Regions from separate parts of the Sus scrofa genome. Here region 2 is linked to region 1. A link is a contact called in public Hi-C data. All regions are on one chromosome and are shown on one strand. Each heading gives the region's core, a stretch centred on a gene start, on an enhancer-like site or on the middle of the called end of the contact. The rest is flanking DNA. Distances are from core to core; before and after follow the strand shown.

Region 1 (5,866 bases), core at 1,803-4,302:
CTTTCAGTGGCTTCCACTGGTTTAGATGAAAGATCTTACTTTGGCTCAGCTGACCTCAGCAGCTTTGTCTCCTGGCTTCTCCCCTTGCCGGAGCTTCACTGGCTGGCTTTCAGCTGCTCCAATGAACCATGCTTCTACCACAGGGCCTTCACCCACATTGTTCTCTCTAGGACATTTTTACATACCCCCCCCCAAGATAACCTCCAGAATGGTTGGGACACCCTAACACTTTATCACTATGGATAGTTCCAAAATAGTATTTCTCAGAGTTTGACTTGACACACCAAGTTACTTCCTCCACAGCTCCTCTGCGTGTTCAATGAAAATCTCCAACTGACTTGCATCCCCAGTATATCCCAAGTATCCTGCCCTGAGCCTAGCACATAGTATGAAATTAAATACGTGAATGAAAAGAAATCAAAGCAGTGGGACTGAGGAGAAAGAGTCACATTAGAAAGGGCCGAATTCAATAGATGCAAACTATTGCCTTTGGAATGGATAAGCAATGAGACTCTGCTGTATACCACTGGGAACTCTATCTAGTCACTTATGAGGGAGCATGATAGTGTGAGAAAAAGAATGTATATGTGTATGTGTGACTGGGTCACCTTGCGGTACAGTAGAAAATTGACAGAACGCTGTAAACAAGCTATGATGGAAAGAGTAAAGATCATTTTTTTAAAAAAGGGCTGAATTCTTTATATCTATTATTTCCTCTCTCTTTGCTTCAAAGTCTAAAAACGTATACCAATTTATAGTCAAAAGTCTCAACTCCTTTGCTAGAAAGTAAAAGCTATTAAAATCGGATAAGGAAAAAGCTAAATCTGTATTTATGTACGGTTTCCTCAACAAGATATTATTTGATACAGATTGGAGGTAGGGGAGGCGGGCAGGCAGGCAGGCAGGCAAGAGAAATGTTTGTAAGTGGGAATGGATATTAGTGAAACTCCTAGAGTTCTCATCACTTTGAATTCCTGTCAAAATGACATCTTTTGAGGGTTCTAACGATGACAAATTCAGCTCTAGGAGGATAAGGAGGAAATTTAAGGAAGGGATAAAACTAGCAAGACAAGAGGCTGACTGCACAATAAAACATATGCATTAAATAGCCCTTTTTTAACACATGTTCGTTTGCTTGTTTTCAACCTTCGCTTTTAAACTTCAGGTCTCACTTCATCCGTGGTAGCTGAGTTCTTAATTTTGTCTCCTACTTGCTTTGATTTTGGTTAAGAACATCAGCTTAAAACAACAACAACAACAACATCAGCTTGAAAAAAACCCCCATCGGAGAACAAATAACCGCCAAGTGCCCCTCTGGGCACAGTGCCCACTTCACCCCGCCCCCTCGCGAGACGCGACTGCGCAGACCTCAACGGCCACTTGTGACGTCACAAAGGAGCAAGACCAGGTTGGGGGGGGCCCTGCCATCACACCTTCCAGGTCCGCTTCCTTCAGTACGCGCTGCTCTAAGCACCAGCCCCTCCCCCCGGGCACCAGCCCAGTTACCCCCCGCCTTTCAGCGTAACAATGAAAGCACCAGGTTGAAAGCCCCACGTGGCCACGCCCACGCTCTCTGGCCACACCCCCCCACTTTAGAGGCGTTGCCGGGCCACACCAGGAGGGAGGGCTTCCCGCGCGCGCGCGCGCCCGGTACAGACGGGGAAGGCGGAGCCCTCGTTTCCCCGCCCCCGAGTGAGCCTGGCTCCGGCGGCGGGCCTCCGAGAGGGCGGATCAGGCACCACTTGGGCGGCTGAGGAGCGCGCCTGTGAGGGAGGGGCGGAGGAGACCAGAACCTCGCCCTCAGCCCCGCCCTCCACCCGCGCGCTCCAGAACAATGAGCGCTCCCTACTCAGAGGCTTCCACTGGCGGCGGCGGGAGCGGGCGGCAGGGAGAGCGCGCGTCCAGAGCCCAGGACCCGGTAACCGCCCGGATCTCCGACCCGGCTTCCACCTTGGGCGCGGCCACGTCCTCCACATCCGCGTGGAGCATCCATTCTGAGTGGCGGACTGCCTCCCGTCCGTTTTCCAGCTCCCCGTCGAACGCGTCCTCACCAGACGTAACACACTCCCGAAGCTTCAGCGCGCCCTCGCGACTCGGCTCCAGTCCTGGCCCGATAACTGACAAGGACATCAAGATTGGCCTCTGGGGCTTTGGCGCCCGCGGCCTGAGCAACCGGATCCCCATGTCTGACCCCCGCTCGACCACCTCAGATGGGGCCGCCCCAGCCTCTAACCTGAACACCAGCAACCCCCCAGAATCTGTACAGGGATCTGTCCCGCCCTCAGCCTCCCCCCAGTTGTCCCCCCAAGAGCCCACCCCACCCTCCGTGTCCGCCTCCCCTGGGGAATCAGTCCCAGAAACTCTTAGACCCAATAACTTCCTACGAGGGCCAGTACAAGGATCCATCTCGCCCTCGATGCCCGGTTTCCTCAGAATATCGGTACCAGCACCTCCACCACCCACTAACACTCCCGAAGCGTCAGTACTTGGGTTATCCTTGCTCTCAGTACAGGGCTCCCCCTGGGGTTCGGTGCAGGTACCCCCCACACCTTATAACTCCCCCCGACTGTCAGTACAACAGTCCAGCCAGGCCTCAGTACCCGACTCCCACCGACTATCTGAACAAAGATCCACCCCGCTCTTGGAACCGTCCCATGAGGTGGTAAGAGGGTCTGCCCCGCCCTTGGTGTTCGGCCTCTCCGGGAGTTCGGTGCAGGCATCTGTCCCGCTCTCCGACTCCTCCATAGTGTCGATCCAAGGGTCTCCCCCGCCCTCAGTGCTCAGCACGCCCCGGAGTTCGATACCAGGACCTCTAACACCCATGAACTCCCAAGTGTCGACCCAAGAGTCCACCCAGCTCTTAGGGTTAAGTTACCCCCTAACAGCGGTGGAAGGATGGGCTCCGCCCCCGGGTTCTCCGGGAGTACCAGTACCAGGGCCCGCTCCGCCCTCAGCGCCCGACTCCACCCGGGTATCGATGGAAGAATCGGCTCCGCCCTCGGGCTCCCCCCGAGAGTCGGTAGAAAAGTCCGCTCCGCCCTTGGCCAGCCCCACTCCTATCCCCACGCCCCGGGAGAGCCTCGGCCAGAGCATGGAGCGTCAGGAGAAGGCGAACAACGCGGGCCACATGGTCGACGTAGTCGTGATAGGAGGCGGCATCTCAGGTCAGTGTGGACTGCATCGATAGCCCCGAGGGACCCTGGCCGGCCCGGGGTGGGGGACCTGCAGTCGCAGGGTGGCGGGTTTATTTTTGGGGGGGTCCTCTCTTGTGCACGCGAGAGTGCCACCGTGGCCGGGCCCCGGATCCTGCCAGGAGGGAGTGGGGTTGAGCCGATTTCGCTGGCGGTGTGAACCGGGGGGAGGCAGGAACAGTCATTTTACTACTACTATGAAATACTAACATTTAACTAGCTCTTGCCGTGCAGTCGTATTTAGCGGTTTACGTGGATTTTCTCAATCCTCAGCAGTCCTGCGAGGTGGGTACTCTGTGCGTCCCAGTTTCGCAAAACCTAGAAACTGAGGTAACTGTCCAGAGGTCGGATCACCTACCTGGGAAGGGACAATGATTTTCTCCCCTTTAAGACCCCCACTCCGATTCCTGAGGCAGTTGCTTTGCTTGATTTCTCCTCCTTTGCCCTAAACAGACAGTCACTATACAGATTTTTGTAGTATGGAGGTAGTCATAGTGTTAACTCAAGTCCCGATCTTCTTACACCTGTTTTCCTTAGAAAATTTGGTAACTGGAAAGGAGAGGAATCATTTAGGAAAAGGTTTAAGGGGGGGGGCTCTTAGTTTCAACCTACCCCTTGCCTGGGTGTTTTTTTTTGTTTTGTTTTGTTTTGTTTTTTTGGTTGGTTGGTTGGTTGGTTTTTGGAACTTGCAGAAAGTGTAGGGCTTTTTATTGCCCGGAGAGAATCCCTCTGTGAAACCGGCTGAGGGCAGGTAAGGGAATGCCCTTTTCATCTCCTTCTCCACCGCCTGAATCTTGTCCTGTGATGAGCCAGCTGGCCACCTTGTTTCCCCCCACCCCGTCCTGGTTTGGGTGTGTAGCTGACCAATTGAATGCTGCCTGAGGCTTCTCTCGGATCTTCCTGGAAACCTCATCATGACTCATATATTAAATTGTCACTTAGGTTTGTTGTCATAATTGGTAAAATGGCTTAAAGTGAGGAACTGTGTTTCAGCTCCAGCTAGAGTCCCACACTCATCTGTCCACGACCTGGAAGAATGTTAAGCAATTCTGAAATGCACTGGCAGGATCTGATTTAGAAAGGGAGAAAGCAGGTGAGAGGGAGTAAGGAGGGTGCCCCAAAGTAGCCATTTTTATGGAGAAGTCTTTTGAGGAGACTCTGAACATGCTTACAGAGTAATTTGGGTGGAGAAAGCTTTTGACTTGGCCCATTCAGGCTAACAGTCTTAATCACCAGAGAAGAGATTGGCAGGAGCTGTTGCTTTGACAACTCCAGCCACTTAGAGCAAAACCATGCAGGTATGTCGTCGGAGCATCAGAAAAGCAGGTGCTGGTAGAGAGGAGGAAAAAGAAGTATTTCTCTCGTTTCCCTCCTTTCATTCATTAGCTTATTCGATTTGTTCACCAAACACTTGTTGAGTGCCTGCAATGAAGTGGACTGGTGTTTCTAAAAGACTGGTTCTGGTATGCAAGCCTCCTAGAAGCAGCATGACTCTTCATCACTGGAAAAGAAATACGATGATAATGTCTTGTGTCAATTGATTGGGAGTTCTGCCTCTTTCCCATCTCCATACCATCCGTATTTCACAATTCGGGGTTCTTTCTGGGATTTTATTCTTGTCACTATTCCTTAAGGAGCATTTTGTCTTTATATTTTTCCTCTGCCTTATCACTGGCTCTTTCTCCCTTTCCACACTTTACTCCAAGTAGTTGGTTGTGAGCAGAGCTGGATTTACCATGTAGCTGATGGTCTTGATGCTCTGTGGCCTGACAGCTCCAGGGCCCTTCCGGTTCTCATTCTAAATAGATAACCGGTTTCATACTGAATCTTGCATTTGTAAATTGGCATTCTTCTTAAAGAGGGCACCCAAATTACATAGGCTTCAGGCCCCTCAAAACCTGGATCTTTCCATGATCACTATTCACTATTGATTGTTCATTTCCATGTGGGGGGAGGAAGGGAGCATTTTTTGCACAGTAGTTCACACTCCTAGTCCAGAACTCAGCTTCTACTTCTTCAGCGACAGTGGAAAAGGCCCTGGGATTCCTTTAATACCATCTCTTATCAGTCAGATTTGATTTGAACACCCAAAGTGACCAGAACCACTGCTTTCTGGCCATGATGTCTTGCCAGATGGTTCACAATTAAAAGTAGATGCAAATCTGGTTCAGGATCAGCCCTGGTACACAGACTGGCGTTTCAGAAGCAGGTGAGAGGCATTGCTTCCCAAGGGTTCTTGAGGACTCAGAAAGACAGCAGCTTTGTGTGTGCTTGACAGTACCCCAGGAGTTACTTAATAGTCCCCATATCAGTTTTAAATACTTTTGGAGATCTCTTAGAACTTTTGTCAGGATTTGCACATTTTAATATGTTACCCGTATACTTATAAGATATGGCCAGTGCTTAGCATCTGCAATGTTACTTATATTATACAACAAAATAGTTCCCAGAAGAGTACACATTCAGAATGACCTTCCTCAAAAACAAGGCACATTTAACACTTATCTTTCATTTTTTTATAACTATCTCTGCACAAAGAATAGCAGCATCTTCCTTTATCTCTCTTTTGTCATTAAAAATTGTAAAACAGAGCCATATTTTACAGCCCTTTTCTGCCCGCTCACCAATTAAATAATTTTATGTACTCCATTAATACTTCAGATGCGAAAACCCCC
Region 2 (5,866 bases), core at 2,076-4,575, 260 kb after region 1:
ATTTAGGCAAGAAACATTGGGGCCTGCAGAAGCAAGGTGCTTTTGTGGGGTGTTATAGATGATTTTTAATTTTTATTTTATTTTACTTTATTTTTATTTTTTCAAATTTTTAAAATTTTTTTTGTCTTTTTGCCATTTCTTGGGCCGCTCCCTCGGCATATGGAGGTTCCCAGGCTAGGGGTCTAATTGAAGCTGTAGCCGCCGGCCTACACCAGAACCACAGCAACGCTGGATGGGAGCCACATCTGCGACCTACACCAGAGCTCCTGGCAACACCAGATCCTTAACCCACTGAACAAGGCCAGGGATCGAACCCACGACCTCATGGTTCCCAGTCGGATTTGTTAACCATTGCGCCACGACGGGAACTCCTGATTTTTAATTTTTAAATTAGAAGTCTTACTTCATCATCAAATAATTTCTTCATAACTTAGATGCAACGTATTATCTCGGTAATTCGGGTGAATATTTTTTGGATTTTTAAAAGTTTATTGAAGTACAGTTGCTTTACAATGTTGTGATGATTTTTGCTGTACAGCAAAGTGAGTTATACATATACACATATCCATTCTTTTTCAGATTCTTTTCCAATATAGACCATCTTCAGTGACTGTTTATATAAGCCCTGGTGGCAAATTTTTAATTATGAAGGGATCTTTCTTTTTTTCTTTCCAGACAAAGGAAAAGATTCTGGGCCAAGTCTCTTAAGGTAAGATGTTTTCTTTCTGGCTTTTTCTTTGAGACCATTTAAATTAAAATTGAGTCTGAAAAATGGAATGTGAATTATCATCCAGTGATTTCAAATATCCTGCGTTCATCAGAACAGCAAAATACTTGCTAAGAATTTATCAGAAAGTGAGCAAGGTGGTACCTAGCAGATGAAACAAAGCAAATTTAATCTCCGACTTCTTCCAAGAGTAAAAGGCTGTGATGATCATATGAATCATATGTTTTCAGAAGAAAAATATCCATAGAAACCCAGGCTATAATAAGTGACTAAAAATCTTCGCAGTTTTAATTTTTGGAATGTTTATGAGCGAGTGAAGATTTAGTTTGAGCGAGGTTTGGGTGCCAAGAAATTGTGTGCACAAAATTTAGATTTAATGATGATTCATTGGATAGCTTTATGTAATTTCTGGCTTTAGTTCCTTCACGCAGTGGAAGGAACCACCATGTCTTATTTTCTTACATAAATCTTGGCAATCCACCAATCAAAAATATTTTCTTTTGAGCCTTCTAGGCACATGGGGTCCCTTGGTTTATGTGAGCTTTTTCAAACGAGACACAAAGAATAATTAAGAATAAGCAATTTGCATATAAACATGATGAGGTGTTCCTCTTTCTCAAAGGTATTCTGGGGAGTTCCCTGGCAGCTCAGTGGTTAAGGACCTGGTGTGGTCGCTTCTGTGGCTCTGGTTACTGTTGTGGCACAGGTTTGATCCCTGGCCCAGAAACTTCCACATACTCCAGGTGCGGCCAAAACATTTAAAAATAAAATAAAATAAAAAGCATTCTGTGTTCCAGAGTTTGGAGGCTTGGAATCATGGGGCAGGGGAATATAGTTTCAATTGCTCCCACAGAAAGAACACATCTGCTCTTTGGGGCTTAAAAAGAAATTCTTCCTTCTTCTTACCACACAGAGGATGCCTTCTTCACAGACTTAAAACAAACAAACAAACAAACAAAAAAACCAAAAACCAATGGCCTTTATTTAACTTGGGGGTTCAGTGCATTCAGATGGGAAAGTGAGCCACGTTAATGACAACACATCCATATTTATAGTTATCAAGAAAAGCAGCATCTCGCCGTTTTTAACAAAAGTTTTGTCAAAATTTAATATCCGAGGGTCTTTATTTGCAAATCTCTGTTGTCTCTTGCATCCGTGACGTCCAGTTATTTAATCTGTCTACGATCGCTACTAGCACGGGACAGAGGTGACTGCTAGATGCTGAGAGATTGAGCGGCGTAGAATCCCATGTATAACTCTTGGGACAAATTTCTCTGCTTCCTGTTCATATATGTGCAAGGATATTATGAAAATAAACCAATTTCCTCTTCCAAAACACCGTCATAATCTAAAGGCAAAAAATATTGCCTAGCTATCTTGCTACCTTCATCTGATTTCAGAAGCTTCCTTTAGCTACACGTAGTTCTCAAACTCCTCTAAGAAAACTTCATGCGACCGCACAAGTTCGTTTTTGCTACACAACAAATTACTCCAAGATTAAGTTGCTTAAACCACCATTGTTTTTTGTTTGTGTAGTTTTTGGCTGTGCCTGTGGCATGCAGAAGTTCCTGGGCCAGGGATAGAATCCATGCCATAGCAGTGACTTCAGCTACAGCAGTGACAATGTTGGATCCTTAAGCCACTAGGCCACTAGGGAACTCCAAAGCCACCAATTTTTTGTCTTTTTTTTTTTTCTTTTTTGGTCTTTTTAGGGCTGCACCCTTGGCATATGGAGCGTCCCAGACTAGGGGTCTAATCAGAGCTGTAGCCGCCGGCCTACACCACAGCCACAGCAACGCCAGATCAGAGCTGCGTCTGCAACCTACACCACAGCTCAAGGCAACACCGGATCCTTAACTCGCTGAGCGAGGCCAGGGATTGAATCCACAACCTCATGGTTCCTAGTCGGATTTGTTTCCACTGCTCTATAACGGGAACTCCTTTTTTCTTTTTAGGGACACACCTGAGGCATATGGAAGTTCCTGGGCTAGGGGTCGAATCAGAGCTGCAGCTGAGGGCTACACCACAGCCACCGCAACACTGGATCTGAACTGCATCTGAGACCTATGCCACAGCTTGCGGCAACACCAGATCCTTAACCCACTGAGTGAGGCCAGGGGTCGAACCCCAGTTCTCATGGACACTATGTCAGGTTCTTAACACACCAAGCCACAACAGGAACTCCCCATTGTTTAATTCATAAGTCGATGGATTGGCAATTTAGGCTGGGACTAGCTAGGGGGGTGCTTCTGTTGGTCTTGACTGGACTTCCTCATTTGTCTAAGGCAAAGGTGAGCCAACTTTTTCTGTAAAGGGCTAGATGTAAATATTTTAGTTTTGGGGGCAATCCAATTTCTGCCCCAATGACTCAACCCTGCCAATATAGCACGAGGAAGCCATAGATAGTAGTCAATGAATGAGCTTAGCTGTTTTCCAATAAAACTTTATTTACAAAAACAGGCAACTGTCCAGCCAACCTCTCTATGGTCTGGGGTCAGTCGCTTGTCTGCTGTGGACTGGCTGGACCAGAATGGCACCAGCTGAAATATCGAGTGCTTTTCAAGCTTCTGTTTGCAGCCTGTTGCCTAACTCTCCATTATCTAAAGCAAATCACAAGGCCGACCCAAAATCAACGGGTGCAGAAATAGGCTACGCCTCGCTGTGGGAGGGGAAGAATTTGTGGCCACTTGTGACTCTTTTGCACCCAGCCAACCATAACTCACTTATCTAAATGATCTTCAGAAATATGTACTAAGGAGCCAAGACATAGCTAGGGTTCGTGGTAGCCAGGCAAAGCCAGGCTCACTGCACTGAGCTTGAGTGCCCTCTCTGCTGGCATAGCTGGAATTCACAACATTTCTAGGAAGATTTCTTTCTAGGATGAAGTCAGATGGCCCTGGAGAGAGAGCCACCCTGTGCCTCTTAGGTGTATTAAATGACCAAGAAGGGTAGCCTGAGAATGCAAAAGCATCGGTCAGTGCCAGTAGCTTATCTTTCGCCATTCCAATCACTTCTTTGGATTTAGCAATAGGGAGGCAGCTGTCCCCAGGCCCGCCCCATCGAAGCACAGCGAGGCCAGCAGAAAGGCCAGCTGATGGCTGAGACTGCCTGCCTGCCGTCTTGCCAAGCACCTCATGACGCTCAGAGGTCTCCTGGTTTCTGGTCTGTTTTCTCCTCGTCCCTGAGAGTAGGAGCATCTCTTATCTACCCAGCCTCTGTTGACGAGCCACTCAAACGGAAACTTGGGGTGTAGATGTCAGTATGGCGGAGGGGAGAAAGGGTAGGCAAAGAGGGCCCGCGAAGGGCTGCATGAGAACATCTCAAATTAAACACACCCCGTTTCACGGTTTGCATGGAGGAGGGAACATATAGCATTAACTGGGTGTCTGTCATGTTGTAGGCCCGCCTTGAAGAACTTAGCTCACATGCCCTCATTTAGTCTTCCTAAAAACTCTTTGGCATGTTTATTGTCATGTCTATTTTGCAGATTAGAAAACGGAGGTTCAGACAGGTTCAGTCCATGGAGCGGCCATTGAAGGTCACTCAGCAGGGTCAAAACCCAACATACGCTTTGCCAACTCCAACTGCTTCCTCCAAGACTGAAGAAGTCATGCAGGTGTTTCTTCCATCATCCTGTCTCCTTCCTTCCAAGGAAGCAGATTAACTTTCTTGGTTTTTATTTTATTTTATTTTATTTTATTTTATTGGAATATAGTTGCTTTACAACGTTGTATTCATTTCTGGTGTACGGTAAAGTGATTCAGTTTTACATCATACCCATACTCATTCTTTTTCAGCTCCTTTTCCCATAAAGTTTATTACAGAATATTGAGTAGAGTTCCCTGTGCTATACAGTAGGTCCTTTTTGGTGATATATTTTATATATAGTAGTGTGTATGCATTAATCCCAAACTCCTCATTGGACCCTCAGCCTCCACCTGTCTCCTTTGGTAACCATAAGTATGTTTTCGAAGTTTGTGAGTCTGTTTCTGTTTCATAAGTAAGTTCATTTGTATCTTTTTAGAATCAGATTCCACATATAAATGATATCATATGATAATTGTCTTTCTCTGTCTGACTTACCTCACTTAGTAGGATACGCTCCTGCAAATGGCATTATTTCCTTCTTGTTACGGCCGAGTGATACTCCATTGTATATATGTGCCACATCTTCTTTACCTTTCCTCTGTCGGTGGGCACATAAGGGATCCAATTTGGAAAAGAAGTAAAAGCGTTACTGATTGCAGATGACAGGATACTATACACAGAAAACCCTAAAGATGCTACCAGAAAACCATCAGAGCTCATCAATGGATTTGGTACAGGTGCAGGATACGAAATTAATACACAGAAATCTCTTGCATTCTTATACAGTTACAATGAAAGATCAGAAAGAAAATTAAGGAAAGAATTGCATTTTACATGAAAAAGAATACCTAGGAATGAACCTACCTAAGGAGGCAACTTTCCAAGTGTTTGACATCTAAGCTTTCCTTTATACTTTGGTTTGATGAAGTTTTCTTTCTTTTTCTTTTCCTTCCTTCCTTTCTTTCTTTCGTTCTTTTTCTTTTCCTTCCTTCCTTTCTTTCTTTCTTTTTCATTCTTTTCTTTCTTTCTTTCTTTCTTTCTTTCTTTCTTTCTTTCTTTCTTTCTTTCTTTCTTTCTTTTTCTTTCTTTCTTTTTCTTTCTTTCTTTCCTTTCTTTCTTTTCTCTCTTTCCCTCTTTCTCTCTCTCTTTCTTTCTTCATTTTCTTTCTTTTCTTTCTTTCTTTCTTTCTTTCTTTCTTTCTTTCTTTCTTTCTTTCTTTCTTTCTCTTTCTTTCCTTTCTTTACTTTTTTTTTGTGTTTTTGTCTTTTTAGGGCCACAACCATGGCATATGAAAGTTCCTAGGCTAGGGGTCTAATCGGAGCTAGACCTACACCACAGCCACAGCAACGCCAGATCTGAGCCATGTCTGTGACCTACACTGCAGCTCAACACCAGATCCTTAACCCACTGAGCGTAGCCAGGGATTGAACCCATGTCCTCATGGATACTAATCGGGTTCATTACCCCTGAGCCACAACAGGAACTCCTAATGCGTTTTCTAAGTTACCCAGTGATGCTCAAAAACAATGACAGTTTGAGTTAGGACCATGA

Evidence for each region. A called contact is a pair of places that touch in the nucleus more often than the background predicts.
Region 2: a Hi-C map of liver shows a contact between it and region 1, with 5 times the contacts expected there. The contact joins the enhancer-like site here to the promoter of MAOA in region 1. A contact is called at or near these places in 1 of 5 promoter capture datasets (liver) and 3 of 47 Hi-C or Micro-C datasets (fetal liver, liver and subcutaneous adipose tissue).

Annotation. Positions count from the first base shown.
Region 1 is chrX:38,927,403-38,933,268 of Sscrofa11.1, forward strand. It overlaps MAOA (monoamine oxidase A), which reads left to right and starts at 3,053. Exons shown (of 15, transcript NM_001001640.1): 1 at 3,053-3,164. The coding sequence starts at 3,092.
Region 2 is chrX:39,185,751-39,191,616 of Sscrofa11.1, forward strand. No RefSeq gene overlaps it. Among named protein-coding and RNA genes, the nearest start is that of NDP, 32 kb to the right of the region's middle. Within about 2 kb of position 3,326, at least 2 of the 83 cell types and tissues checked have an H3K27ac peak or open chromatin away from gene starts, as enhancers often do. A contact at or near this core is called in liver, where this site is marked.